Regions from separate parts of the Pan troglodytes genome. Here region 2 is linked to region 1. The links are chromatin contacts, called in public HiChIP or PLAC-seq maps. All regions are on one chromosome and are shown on one strand. The core of a region is the stretch at or near the end of the contact, and the rest is flanking DNA. Distances in the headings are between cores, read along the strand shown.

Evidence for each region. HiChIP or PLAC-seq counts read pairs in DNA pulled down with a chosen protein or histone mark.
Region 2: an H3K4me3 HiChIP or PLAC-seq map of stem cell-derived excitatory neurons shows a contact between it and region 1, with 4 times the contacts expected there. The contact joins the promoter of ZNF527 here to the promoter of LOC134809019 in region 1. A contact is called at or near these places in 1 of 7 Hi-C or Micro-C datasets (induced pluripotent stem cells) and 1 of 1 datasets of contacts at active chromatin or transcription factors (stem cell-derived excitatory neurons).

What each region holds. Positions count from the first base shown.
Region 1 is chr20:40,181,228-40,187,493 of NHGRI_mPanTro3-v2.0_pri, forward strand. LOC134809019 reads right to left here and starts at 2,251. Exons shown (of 3, transcript XM_063800404.1): 1 at 2,107-2,251; 2 at 1-1,610. The coding sequence starts at 2,251. The coding sequence ends at 850. It also overlaps a transcript of ZNF566 not described here.
Region 2 is chr20:40,428,703-40,434,968 of NHGRI_mPanTro3-v2.0_pri, forward strand. ZNF527 (zinc finger protein 527) reads left to right here and starts at 2,749. Exons shown (of 5, transcript XM_512625.7): 1 at 2,749-2,963; 2 at 5,886-5,959. The coding sequence starts at 5,927.

The sequences.
Region 1 (6,266 bases), core at 1,001-3,500:
GTGACCTTACCTATCATTGGAGATGGCTCACACTCCTTACCCTGCCCCCTTGTCTTGTATCCAATAAATAACAGCGCAGCCTGGCATTCGGGGCCACTATCAGTCTCTGCGTCTTGGTGGTAGTGGCTCACCCAGGCCCAGCTGTCTTTTCTTTTATCTCTTTGTCTTGTGTCTTTATTTCTACCACCTCTCTTCTCTGCACACGGGGAGAAAAACCCACAGACCTTGTAGGGCTGGTCCCTACAGTGTTCCAACTGTATTCAGTACAGTAACATGCCATATAGCTTTGTAGTTTAGGATCAACAGGTTATACCATATAGCCTAAGTGTTCAGTCAGCTATACCATCTAGGTTTGTACACTCTATAATGATGAAATTATTACACGATGATGAAATTGCCCAACAACGCATTTCTCAGAATGTATCCTTTTTTTTTTTGAGACCGAGTCTCACTGTCGCCCAGGCTGGAGTGCAGTGGTGCAATCTTGGCTCACTGCAACCTCTGCCTCCTGGGTTCAAGCGATTCTCCTGCCTCAGCCTCCCGAGTAGCTGGGACTACAGGCGTGCACCACCACGCCTGGCTAATTTTTGCATTTTTAGTATAGACGGGGTTTACACCATGTTGCCCAGGCTGGTCTCGAACCCCTCAGCCTCCCAAAGTGCTGGGATTTCAGGCGTGAACCACCGCACCCGGCCAGAATATATCCTTATTATTAAACTATGCACGACTGTGTATACAATACCTTTATAGGTCAAAAGCAGTCAAATACTGGCCATGAGATACACTTAGTCCAAGTACACAAATAATTGCAGAAGGAGAAAGTGAAACTCCTCTTACTTCCTGTCCCACTCATTTATCACAAAGCATACAGAAGTCAGAATAACACCTGCCCTTTGCAATTTCAGACTCCTCTCTTTCTGCCTCTCCAAACCCGTCCCACGTTTGGCGATTCCTTTCCCTTTGACCTCCCCCCATCAGGTCGCAGGTTCCTGGTCTACACCCCTTCTGCGTCCCCAACCAGTTTTGAGTCTCACAACCTCTGGTCCCATAACCCCTCTGCACTAAGGAGCAATAAACAAAATTCACGCCCGAACAAAGAGGCCAAAACAGCAACCCAGGATGTTTGCGCCTGCGCACTCTGGGCGCACAGTAAGGCCGGCAGCCCAGCGCCGGCTTATCTGTGAGAGCAATTAAGATGACTTTCGGAGGGTCCAACCGCCTTCCCAGCTCCGAACTACATCTCCCAGAAGGCTCAGTTGTGCGATTATCTTTCCATGCAGACTTGTCCTCTTTCTGAGGCTGTCCAGCGCCTGGGGGCAGTAGGACGGGTCCGGGAACTAAGCCCATCTCAAACACGTCGGAGTGGCTTTCTTTGGGGGCCAAGGCCCGAGCCTGAGGCGGGACTCCATGAGGCCTCTGGGGCGCGAGCGGTTTGACTAGGGGGGCGATCCTTTCGGCGGGGCTGACGCAAGGCGCGGACAGGAATTCTGACGATCGGGAGCCATCTTGTCCGGCCTTGATACGTCTCTGACTACGCTTCCCAGAGGTCTCCTCCGCAAGACTGTACTTCTCGCGGTAATTCAGCTTCCAAGTCACGCGCTGGCGGGACCCTCAGGGCTTTACCAGCAACTACCCCAGTGCCGGGGAGGGTTCTGCTGCTTCGAAAGCTCGTAAGGCCTGAGGTGAGGATCCCGGGAGAGGGCGGGGCCGGGGGCCGAGCCTCGGCTTTGTGCGGCGGTGGAGGTGAGATTGAAAGTGTGCACTTGCGTCTGTGTGGAGGTGTGTGGTGAATGATCGCGCGATTGTGACAGGCTGCTCTTGTGATGAGTGTGTTTCCAACGCTCACACCGTGTGCAGCACGGCCTCGGAGACTGTGGCTGCTGGTGTGTGTAAGAAGGAGCAGGACCACGTGCGGCATTGTGTGTGCGGCTGTGGGGAGCTTGTGTCTGGTTGAGTGTTATTGCGTTTGTCCCCGTAGTGGTGTGCGACTATATGCTGTGTGACTGTGTGCGGCAGAGTTCAGGTGGGGATACCTGCGAGTAACTGCATGTTTCTATCTGTGTGTGTGGCTGTGGTTAATGTGTGATCGTGACTGTGACCCGGTACAGGTGTGCGCCGACTGTGACAATGTGGTTGTGACTGTGACTGCCTCCTCGGTAAGTGTGCACTTGTGCTTATGTGACCGATAGAGGCCCTGCGTGTGCGACCCTGTTGCTTTGGGCGTGGATTGTCTGTAGCTGAATGTCCCCATGGTGGGAGTGTGATCAGGTTTGTGTGGCTGGGTAAGTCACACAGTGTGAGGTTTTATCACTTATGTATACTTCTCTAGGCATTATACTCCAGTTTTCCCCCGTTTTAAAACTTTATATGAATGTTGTCATACTGTCTTTGGTTTATTTTTACAATTCTGTGAATCATCCCTATTAGATAAAATCGCGGTTAATTCAATTTCTTTGCTATATTGTATTCTCCCTTCTGAAGTATACCACAATTTTTCATCCTTCTAGTAATGATGCCCTATTAGTTATTTATAGCTTTTTATTTTATAAACAACACAGCCACAAACATTCTTTCACATGGGGTACACATGCTTGAGTTTATTTACCAGCAGAATTGCCGGTTCATATATCTTCCACTTTACTAAACAGTGTCAAAATATATACCCGAGTGGCTGCACAAATTTGTACTTGAACAGCAATGTTTGAAATATCTTATTGCTCCATATCCCTACCAAAGCATAGTTCCAAGAGTTAAAAAAATTTTTGTAGGCCAGGTGTGGGGGCTCATGCGTGTAATCCCAGCACTTTGCCAGGCCAAGGTGAGAGGATCACGTGAGGCCAGGAGTTGGAGACCAGCCTGGGCAACATAGTGAGACCCTAACTCTACCATAAATACATACATACATAAAAAATTAGCCGGGCATGGTGGCTGGCACCTATAAGTCCTAGCTACTCAGGAGGTTGAGATGAGAGGATCGCTTGAGCCCAGTGCTTTGTAGCTGCAGGAAGCCATGATCATACCACTGCCCTTCAGCCTGGGCAACAGAGCAGGAGGCTGTCAATAGATACATAGAGCCTATATAAAGTATGCAAATCTTAAGTGTACAGCTGTGTAACACTCCTAGATCTATACAAAGAACTTTGCCAGGACCTGAGATGCTTCCCTCATACCACTTCTCAGTAATTTCTCCCCCACACAATCTATTCAGAATTCTATCATTAACTAGTTTTACCCATTCTTTTTTTTTTTTTTTTTTTTTTTTGAGACAGTCTCGCTCTTGTCACCCAGGCTGGAGTGCAGTGATGCAATCTTGGCTCACTGCAACTTCCGCCTCCTGGGTTCAAACGATTCTCCTGTCTCAGCCTCCTGAGTAGCTGGGATTACAGGCACCCATCACACCCGGCTAATTTTTGTATTTTTAGTAGAGACAGGGTTTCCCCATGTTGGCCAAGCTAGTCCTGACCTCAGGTGATCCGCCCACCTTGGCCTCCCAAAGTGCTGGGATTACAGGCATGAGCCAGTGCATCTGGCTGTCTTACACATTCTTGAACTTCATGTATATATGCAATTATACGGCATGTACTGTTTTATGCCAGGCTTCTTTTGTTATATATTATGTTTGTGAAATTCATTCATGTTGTTCAGTGTAATTGTACTTAGCTCTCACTATACTGGGGATATATTGTAGTATATTAGTCGATTACATTGTTGATGGATATTTGGGTAGCTTCCAATTTGGGGCTGTTACAAATGATGCTGCAGCTGTGAACACTCTACTGTGTTTTTGGTGAACACGTGAAGGCTTTTCTCCCGGGTTAATACTTAGGAGTGGCATTGCTAGATCACAGGGTAGGCTAATGTTTAATAGATACTACCAAGCTCTCATGTGGTTGTTCCAGTTTACACTCCATCCAGCAATGTATGAGAGTTCCAGTTGCTTCATATCCTCTCCGTAATTTGGTATGGTTAGTCTTTTAACTATTTTATTGGTTGTGTGGTGCAGTTTCATCATAGGTTTTTGTTTTGTTTTGTTTTGTCTTGTTTTGTTTTTTGAGACAGAGTCTCACTCTGTCGTCCAGGCTGGAGTGTAGTGGTGTGATATCAGCTCACTGCAACCTCCGCCTCCCAGGTTCAAGTGATTCTCGTGCCTCAGCCTCCCGAGTAGCTGGGATTACAGGTGCGTGCCACCACGCCCAGCTAATTTTTGTATTTTTAGTGGAGACAGAGTTTCACCATGTGAAACTCCCGCCCGCCTCAGCCTCCCAAAATCCTGGGATTATAAGTGTGAGCCACTGCACCCAGCCTCATCATAGTTTTAATTTGTATTTCCTTGATGTGAAATGATGTTCAGCACCTTTTTGTATGTTTACTGGCCATTTGTATATCCTCTTTTTTGTGTCCATTTTCCCCTTCGTAAATTTTTTTAAAATGTTCTTTTCTTTCTTTCTTTCTTTCTTTCTTTTTTTTTTTTTTTTGAGACAGAGTTTCACTCTTGCTGCCCAGGCTGGAGTGCAATGGCACGATCTCAGCTCACTGCAACCTCCACCTCCCAGGTTCAAGCATTCCTCCTGCCTCAGCCTCCCATGTAGCCGGGATTACAGGCTTGTGCCACCACGGCCAGCTAATTTTGTATTTTTAGTAGACACAGGGTTTCACCATATTGGTCAGGCTGGTCTCAAACTCCTGACCTCAGGTGATCCAACTGCCTTGTCCTCCCAAAGTGCTGGGATTACAGGTGTGAGCCACTATGCCTGGCCTAAAATTTTATTTTCATGTTGTGAACATAGTATAAGGAATTTGCAAATACTCTGCAGGTGCCCACAGTGCAATGATGAAAACCAGGAAATTTATGCTGATAGAAGACTTTTAATTAAGTTAGAGCCCTTTTTCAAATTTTGCTAAATTTTCTTACTGTTTCAGGATCCAATCCAAGGTCCTGCATTGAATTGTATTGTTTCATTAGTCTCCTTCCATCTTTGAGTGTTCTTTAATCCTTTTTATCTTTTAGGACTTTGACACTTTTGAAGAGTACTGGCCAGTTATTTTGTAAAATATCTTTTTCTTTTCTTTTCTCTTTCTCTCTCTGTCTTATTCTTTGAGACGGAGTCTCTGTCACCCAGGCTGGAGTGTAATGGCACAATCTTGGCTCACCACAACCTCCACCTCCTGGGTTCCAGCGATATTCTTGCCTCAGCCTCCCGAGCAGCTGGGACTATAGGAGCGCACCACCACGCCCAGCTAATTTTTGTATTTTTAGCAGAGACAGGGTTTCACCATATTGGCCAGGCTGGTCTCGAAATCCTGACCTCTTGATCTACCTGCCTCAGCCTCCCAAAGTGCTGGGATTACAGGCGCGAGCCACCGCGCCTGACCGCTTTTTTTTTGAGATGAAGTCTCGCTCTTGTCCCCCAGGCTGGAGTGCAATGGTGCGATCTCAGCTTACTGCAGCCTCTGCCTCCTGGGTTCAAGCGATTCTCCTGCCTCAGCCTCCCGAGTAGCTGGGATTACACACACCTGCCACCACCCCCGGCTGATTTTTGTATTTTTAGTAGAGATGGGGTTTCACCATGGTGGCCAGGCTGGTCTCGAACTCCTGACCTCAGGTGATCTGGCCGACTTGACCTCCCAAAGTAGTGGGATTACAGGCATGAGCTACCGCGCCCAGCACCGGCCACTTTTTTTTTTTTTTTAATAGACAAGGTCTTGCTCCGTCATCCAGGCTGGAGTGCAAATGCAGTGGCATGACCATGGCTCACTGCAGCCTCAACCTCCAGGGCTCAAGCAGTTCTTCCACCTCAGCCCCTGAGTAGCTGGGACTACAGGTGCACACCACCACTCCTGGCTATTTTCTTTCTTTTTTTTTTTTTTGTAGAGATAGCATCTTGTTATATTGCCCAGGCTGGTCTTGAACTCCTGCTTTCAAGCCATCCTCCTGTTTTGGCCTCCCAAAATGCTGGGATTGCCACACCCAGCCTGCAGAATATCTTTCAATTTGCGTTTGCCTGATGTTTCCTTATGGTTAGATTTAGACTGGGCAGTTTTGGCAAGAAGATCACAGAAATGATGTTGAACTCTTCTCAATGTGTCATATCAGGAAATATATATATTAGTATATCTCATTATTAGCAATGTTAACTTTGAGAACTTGGTAACAGCGTTGTTTGCCAGATTTCTCCTCTGTAAAATCACTGTTTTTCCTATTTTATTGAATAAGTATCTTGTGGGGAAATAATTTGAAACTATGTAAAAATGGCTGGGCGCGGTGG
Region 2 (6,266 bases), core at 1,499-3,998, 250 kb after region 1:
TTTTAAAGACTACTGCTCTGATAAAGGAAGATCAACCTTATTACCTTCATGGGCATGTATGCCAAAGAGAAGTAAATAGTGTTGTTTCCTGTCCCATACCAGCATATCTGAACTTTTTAAAGTTGTCACACCTCTGCATCCCAGTTCCCCCAACTGTAAGATTGGATAAAAATATTTATTTTTTAGTATTGTAACAAATGAGAACATTTACAAAGGAAATTATGCAGTTCTTGGATTTTAGCAGTCACCCATTAAATGCAAATTATCTTCCCCAGAAGTTAGCCATGGGGAATTTTTTTTTTTTTTTTTTTTTTTTTTTTTTTTTTTTGAGACAGAGTCTCTGTTGCCCAGGCTGGAGTGCAGTGGCGTGATCTCAGCTCACTGCAACCTCCGCCTCCCCGGTTCACGCCATTCTTCTGCCTCAGCCTCCCGAGTAGCTGGGACTACAGGCGCCCGCTAGCACACTCAGCTAATTTTTTTGTATTTTTAGCAGAGACGGGGTTTCACCATGTTAGCCAGGATGGTCTCAATCTCCTGACCTCGTGATCCACCCATCTTGGCCTCCGAAAGTGCTGGGATTACAGGCGTGAGCCACCGCGCCAGGCCAGATTTTTTATTTATATGGATTTGAAATTCATGAATTATTGTGTAGAGAGGTTCCTCACTAGCATTAATACTAGAGTATGGGTTCATTTAAAATATCTTAATAAAAAAGGCCAAAGAAAATTATGCTTTATCTTTCCCTAGGCACTAGACTGCCAAAACCAGTTACTGCCGGGCTGAGACCCCCTCCTCAGAGCTCTTAAGTTGTGGCAAATCCATTTCTTCCTTTTCGTTCTCCAAGCTCTAGAGTGTTAGCTGTTTCCTCAAGTTACAAATCTCTCCCTTTGTGCTCTTTCAGCCCTCCAACATTATGTCATCAGTTTCCTGTAATTAAATTCCCCTGTGGTTCTGCTTTCTTGACTAGACCATGATGGACAGAGCACTACCATTATTTGTTATAGCAGTGCGGCCACATAGTTGGCATACTTTCAGAACCACTGCCTAATCTGTGGAAATGACCAAACTTAAATTAGTGTTGGACTTGGTGATATAAGAAAAATAAAGGACAAAAGGCCTTCCAATAATCACTGACATATAAGGAGATAGTCATATACACCCCTACAAAAAATTAAAAACTGAACTTAGCATGGTGGCATGCATCTGTGGTACCAGCTACTTGGATGGCTGAGGCGGGAGGATTGCTTGAGCCCAGGAAGTCAAGCCTGCAGTGAGCCAAAATGGCCCTACTGTACTCCTGGGTGACAGAGAGAGACCCTGTCTCAACAAAAAGAATGGAGAATCTTAAATTTCAGCACTTCGATATGAAACATCCAAGATGATCTCTAACTTTCCTGATAATTAAGTCCAGGGAAGAACTGTTTAATGTAATTGTCAAGTACCAAACCACAATTATCATCCAAAGAACACTGAATTTGTAAATTTCCCCATTAAAGCAACCCAACTATTACATGTTTGTAGAGCCTTTAAAAAATGTCTGATTTCTTCTGAAAGTAACAAAGCCCGATTTCACAGAGTAAAGAGCAATCAGTTCTACCCTAATACCCACACTCCTTTTGTGGAAGATTCTCTGGGCTTAGCAATAGAGGGCTCTCTGTGGCAGGGGACTGGAGGATGTATTCTCCAAGGAGGCATTCTCAAGAACTTCCCCTTGCTTCCGCATAAGAATCTTGACTTACTAGGATCGTGACATGGATGCACCTTTCAGATCTTTCAGGGACTGGAGATGGGGAAGAATGCTGCTTTAGTCTGGAACTTTCACTCAGGGGCTCACATTCTTGTCCTGACTGTGGGCAGTTTTCTTAAAGCTGGGCCCTAAAGTTGTAGAGTGAAAAGATGGAAACAACAGCAGGAGAAACACCAGGGCTATCGGCTACCAAACTACTTACGGCTTTGGTGCAAACAAGCAACCTCATAGTAATGAAATCTAATCACCCTTCTGTGACTGGCATCACATTAGGTACAGGCAGAGATGGGGCATAAAAATGAGGATAACAGGCGGGGCGTGGTGGCTCATGCCTATGGTTCCCTCACTTTGGGAGGCCGAGGTGGGCGGATGGCTTGAGGCCAGCAGTTCCGGACCATCCTGGCCAACATGGAGAAACCCCTTCTCTACTAAAAGTGCAAAAATTAGCCGGGTATGGTGGCGGGCGCCTGTAGTCCCAGCTACTCGGGAGGCTGAGGCACTAGAATCGCTTGAACCCGGGAGGCGGAGGTTGCAGTGAGCGCCGAGATTGCCTCAATAAAAGATACCACAGACCCCGCCCATGGCAGGAGATGGGGGTGAAGGAACAGTAAGACCGGGAGACAGTCAGATACACATCGGATCAGTGGTATCCTCACAGTAACAGAAACGGTCACCCCCAATGTCAGCCACAGTCTCTTTGATCCACAATCACTTTCACATTCAGCTACCCACAATCACGGGACGTGATTTAAAATACAGAAGCTCCCTGCACTGACAAAATCCGCCGCTCCTTTCGTCGGCAAGCATAAAGGTGTGCAGCAACAGTCACACACGAACCACCACACCCAAGCATTCAACCAGTCAGCCCCGCGCGCAGCCTGGCCGCTTTCACCAACACAGCAGCTCAAGGTCACTGGAGAGCCTACGACCACACACATCCCTCTCTGGTACCAGCCCCCGTGGCGCAGGCGCGCAGTGGAGGGGGCCGCGGGGTTCTCTGGGAGATGTAGTTCAACGATGACGGCCGTGGCGCAAAGCGTTCTGGGGCTCGTGGTTCGCGGGGTCCATGGGGAACGCGATGTCGCTGGTTCAGATCTCGCAGAGCTCAGCGTCCTGCATGCCTCAGTCCTCGCCTCGCTCCTCCTCGCGGAGGATTCTGGGTGACGTCGCGGGTCTCGGTCGCGGGGCCCGTTTGCAGAGCCCGCGGCGCCGGGAGGTGAGTGGGGCCGGGCCCCGGGCGGGAGCGGGAGGTCAAGGGCGGGCTCCGGGTGGACCGGCCGCGCCAGGGATGGGAACCCGGCAGGAGTCGCTGGGGAGTCCGTGTGTGTTTCACTGTGTTACCAACTATGTGACAGGCTGCGGGTGTGACAGAATGTGATCTTGTGTCACTGTGTGTGTGTGTGCGCGTGCGCCCGCTTGTGTGTGACTGTAACCATCTGTGTCTGGGGGTGAAACTGTGAATATGTGTGTTTGTGTGTGACTGTCTCTGCAGGTGTAGCTGTGTATGTGTTTATGAGAGACTGGGGTGTGACATTGTGTGTTTGTGTAAATGCATGTGTGTGGTTATGTGACCACCTGTTTCTGCGGATACAACTGCGTTTGAATGTGTGTGACAGCAAATGTGATTGTGCGACTATGACCATCTGTCTCTGCAGGTATAGTTTTGTATCGGTAATTGTGACAAGATGTGTGACTTCTGTGGTATGCTACTTTGTGTGTGATTGTGTGTGATTGTTTATCTCTGTTGGTGTAGTTGTATGTTACCATCTATCTTTGTGCTTATGTGGCTGTGTATTGTGTGAGATTATGGGTGTGTTTGTGTGACTCTGTATATATTTGTGATTGGGTGAGAATTTGTGTGTATATATGAGATTGTGGGATTGATGTATGAAGCACAGAAATATTAAAATTATCCAAGTTCACACAGTTAACAAGTGACAGCACCAGAACTCAAACCCAAGCAGTTTAGCTCTAGAGGTCTTGCTTTTTTTTTTTTTTTTTTTTCTCTTGAGATGGAGTCTCACTCTATTGCCCAGGCTGGCGTGCAGTGATGCGATCTCGGCTCACTGCAACCTCCGCCTCCCAGGTTCAAGTGATTCTCCTGCCTCAGCCTCCCAAGTAGCTGGGATTACGGGCGTGCACCACCACGCCCGGCTAGTTTTTGTATTTTTAGTAGAGATGAGGTTTCACCATGTTTGGCCAGGCTGGTCTCCAACTCCTGACCTCATGATCCGCCCACCAGAGCCTCCCACAGTGCTGGGATTACAGGAGTGAGCCGCTGCGCCCTGCTGCAGTTTTTATGGACAATTTCAAGCTGCACTACACTAAGGAAATAATTGCTAGGGACTGAGTTGCCTAGTGCAAAGTAGTCCAGAATTAGGGGGTGAAATTAGGGGGTGATGTATACTGAATTCTAGGTCAACCACAGTTGTCCCTTTCTTTTCTTTTTTCTTTTTTTTCTTTTTTTTTGAGACAGAGTCTTGCTCTGTCCTGTAGGCTAGAGTGCAGTGGTGTAATCTCGGCTCACAGCACCCTCTACCTCCTGGGTTCAATCAAGCCTCCCACCTCAGCCTCCCAAGTAGCTGGGACTACAGACACATGCCACCACGCCCAACTAATTCTTGTACTTTTTGAGGAGATGGGGTTTTGCCATGTTGCCCAGGCTGGTCTTGAATTCCTAGGCTCAAGTGATTTGCCCACCTTGACCTCCCAAAGTGCTGGGATTACTGGTGTGAGCCACCGTGCCCAGCCTGTCTCTATTTTTACGATGAAGAAATGTTGGCTCTAAGAGGACAAGGAACTTACTTCAGATTGCCCAGTTTGTTGTTGCTTTAGTATTAAAATTTGGCGATGTGTCCCTCAGGCTGCATTTCTGTAGAGAAATAAAGGTAACACCTGCCATCTCTAAAGATGCCTCTCTAAGGAATATATGGCATTGATTACTCGGGTTGTGTTGAATATTTCCCATTCAGACATTGTGGCCTCTCAAAAGAGGACTGGTTTTGAGGTCACATTTCAGTTGGACCCCGGACTTTGAGTTGGTTGTTTAAGCTTCTGGAACCTCCCTTTTACTACCAGTAAAGTGGAGATATTAATACCTATCTTTGTAGTTTTGTGGAGCAGTAGTAGTTCTGAGGATTAAATGAGATAATGACACAATGAGATAACCATGTGTGACAGTCTCTCTATCTTTGTGCTAATACGGCTGTGTGTGTGAGAGAGAGAGATTATGCCACCGATTGTGTAAATGTGTATATGTTTGTGATTGGGTGAGAATTTTATGTGTATGTGAGATCACGGGATTATGTCGGACCTAGTCTGATTGTGAGGCACAGGAAGATTAAAATTACTTGCCCAACACAGCATGAGTTAACATTGTATATTTATATTACATAAGGCACAGTAAAATTTATTTATTCATTTATCTAATATTTTTGAGAGACTACAATGGTCTGGTAGTGTTCTGTCATTAGAATACACCTGTGAACCAAACAAAACCTAGTTCTCTTGGATCTTACAGTCTTGCATGGGAAGAGAAACAATAAAGAAACAAAGCAGTATGTAACATGTCCAGTGGTGATAAATGCTGAGAAAAAAATAATTCAGGGTAAAGAAAAATGGAGTACCTGGAACAGGGGTTCCCTTGAGGTAGAATTTTCAGGGAAGTCCCTCTGATGAAGGGACACCTGAATGCAGATAGGAATAAAGAGGAGTGGCCCATGCTGGTGTCTGGGAGAAGGTTCCAGACGGAAGGAAAAGGCCACAACCCTGAAGAAGGGGTGTACAGTGTTTGAGTAACAGTAGGAAGACATGTGCCTGGAGTGTGGCAAGCAAGGGGCGGAAGGGTAGGAAATTAGGTCAGAGGTGCAGCCAGGGGCCAGATCATGAACCACCTTGTTGGCCGTAGGACAGACTTTGGATTTTGTTGAGTTCAGGCTATGCGTCCTTAATATATAAGTCAAGACTTTGAGAGTTAAGTTCAGCACTGGATTCCACCCCGCCACCCCTGGCCAGATCTTGGAAAAGGTGAGGCTGGCCCATGTAGGGAGAAGAAAGGGGCAGTAGTATTTTTGTGGGTCTTGGACCAAAAACACAGGGCTGGCACATCATCATTTCTTCGTTAACTCTCCCTTCTCAGGACTTTCTTCTTCTTCAGAAGAGAAAACTGAAGAAGGAGGAATGGCTATGGGGCTTTGTAAAGCCATGTCCCAGGTAAGCATGCTCTTTCACTTTGTTTTCAGACATTTGACCTCATTTTTCAGGACTTTGGGACCACAGGGAAAATCACAAATAGCCCAGTGAGCACCCCTTCCACTTCTCTCTCCACCTTTTGTTCATATAATCCTTCTACAAAACATTTAATATCTTTTTTACTCAGTGTTATGCTCAAATGTGTGATGGAGCAGAGCTATCCTCTTTAGATGGATGATGATTTGTTGAGTTGGCGATGAGTGCAAGTGAAATAAGGGATAGAGTTTGATTACTGAGTGATCTATTAAATAGGGAGGTCAAGGATGGC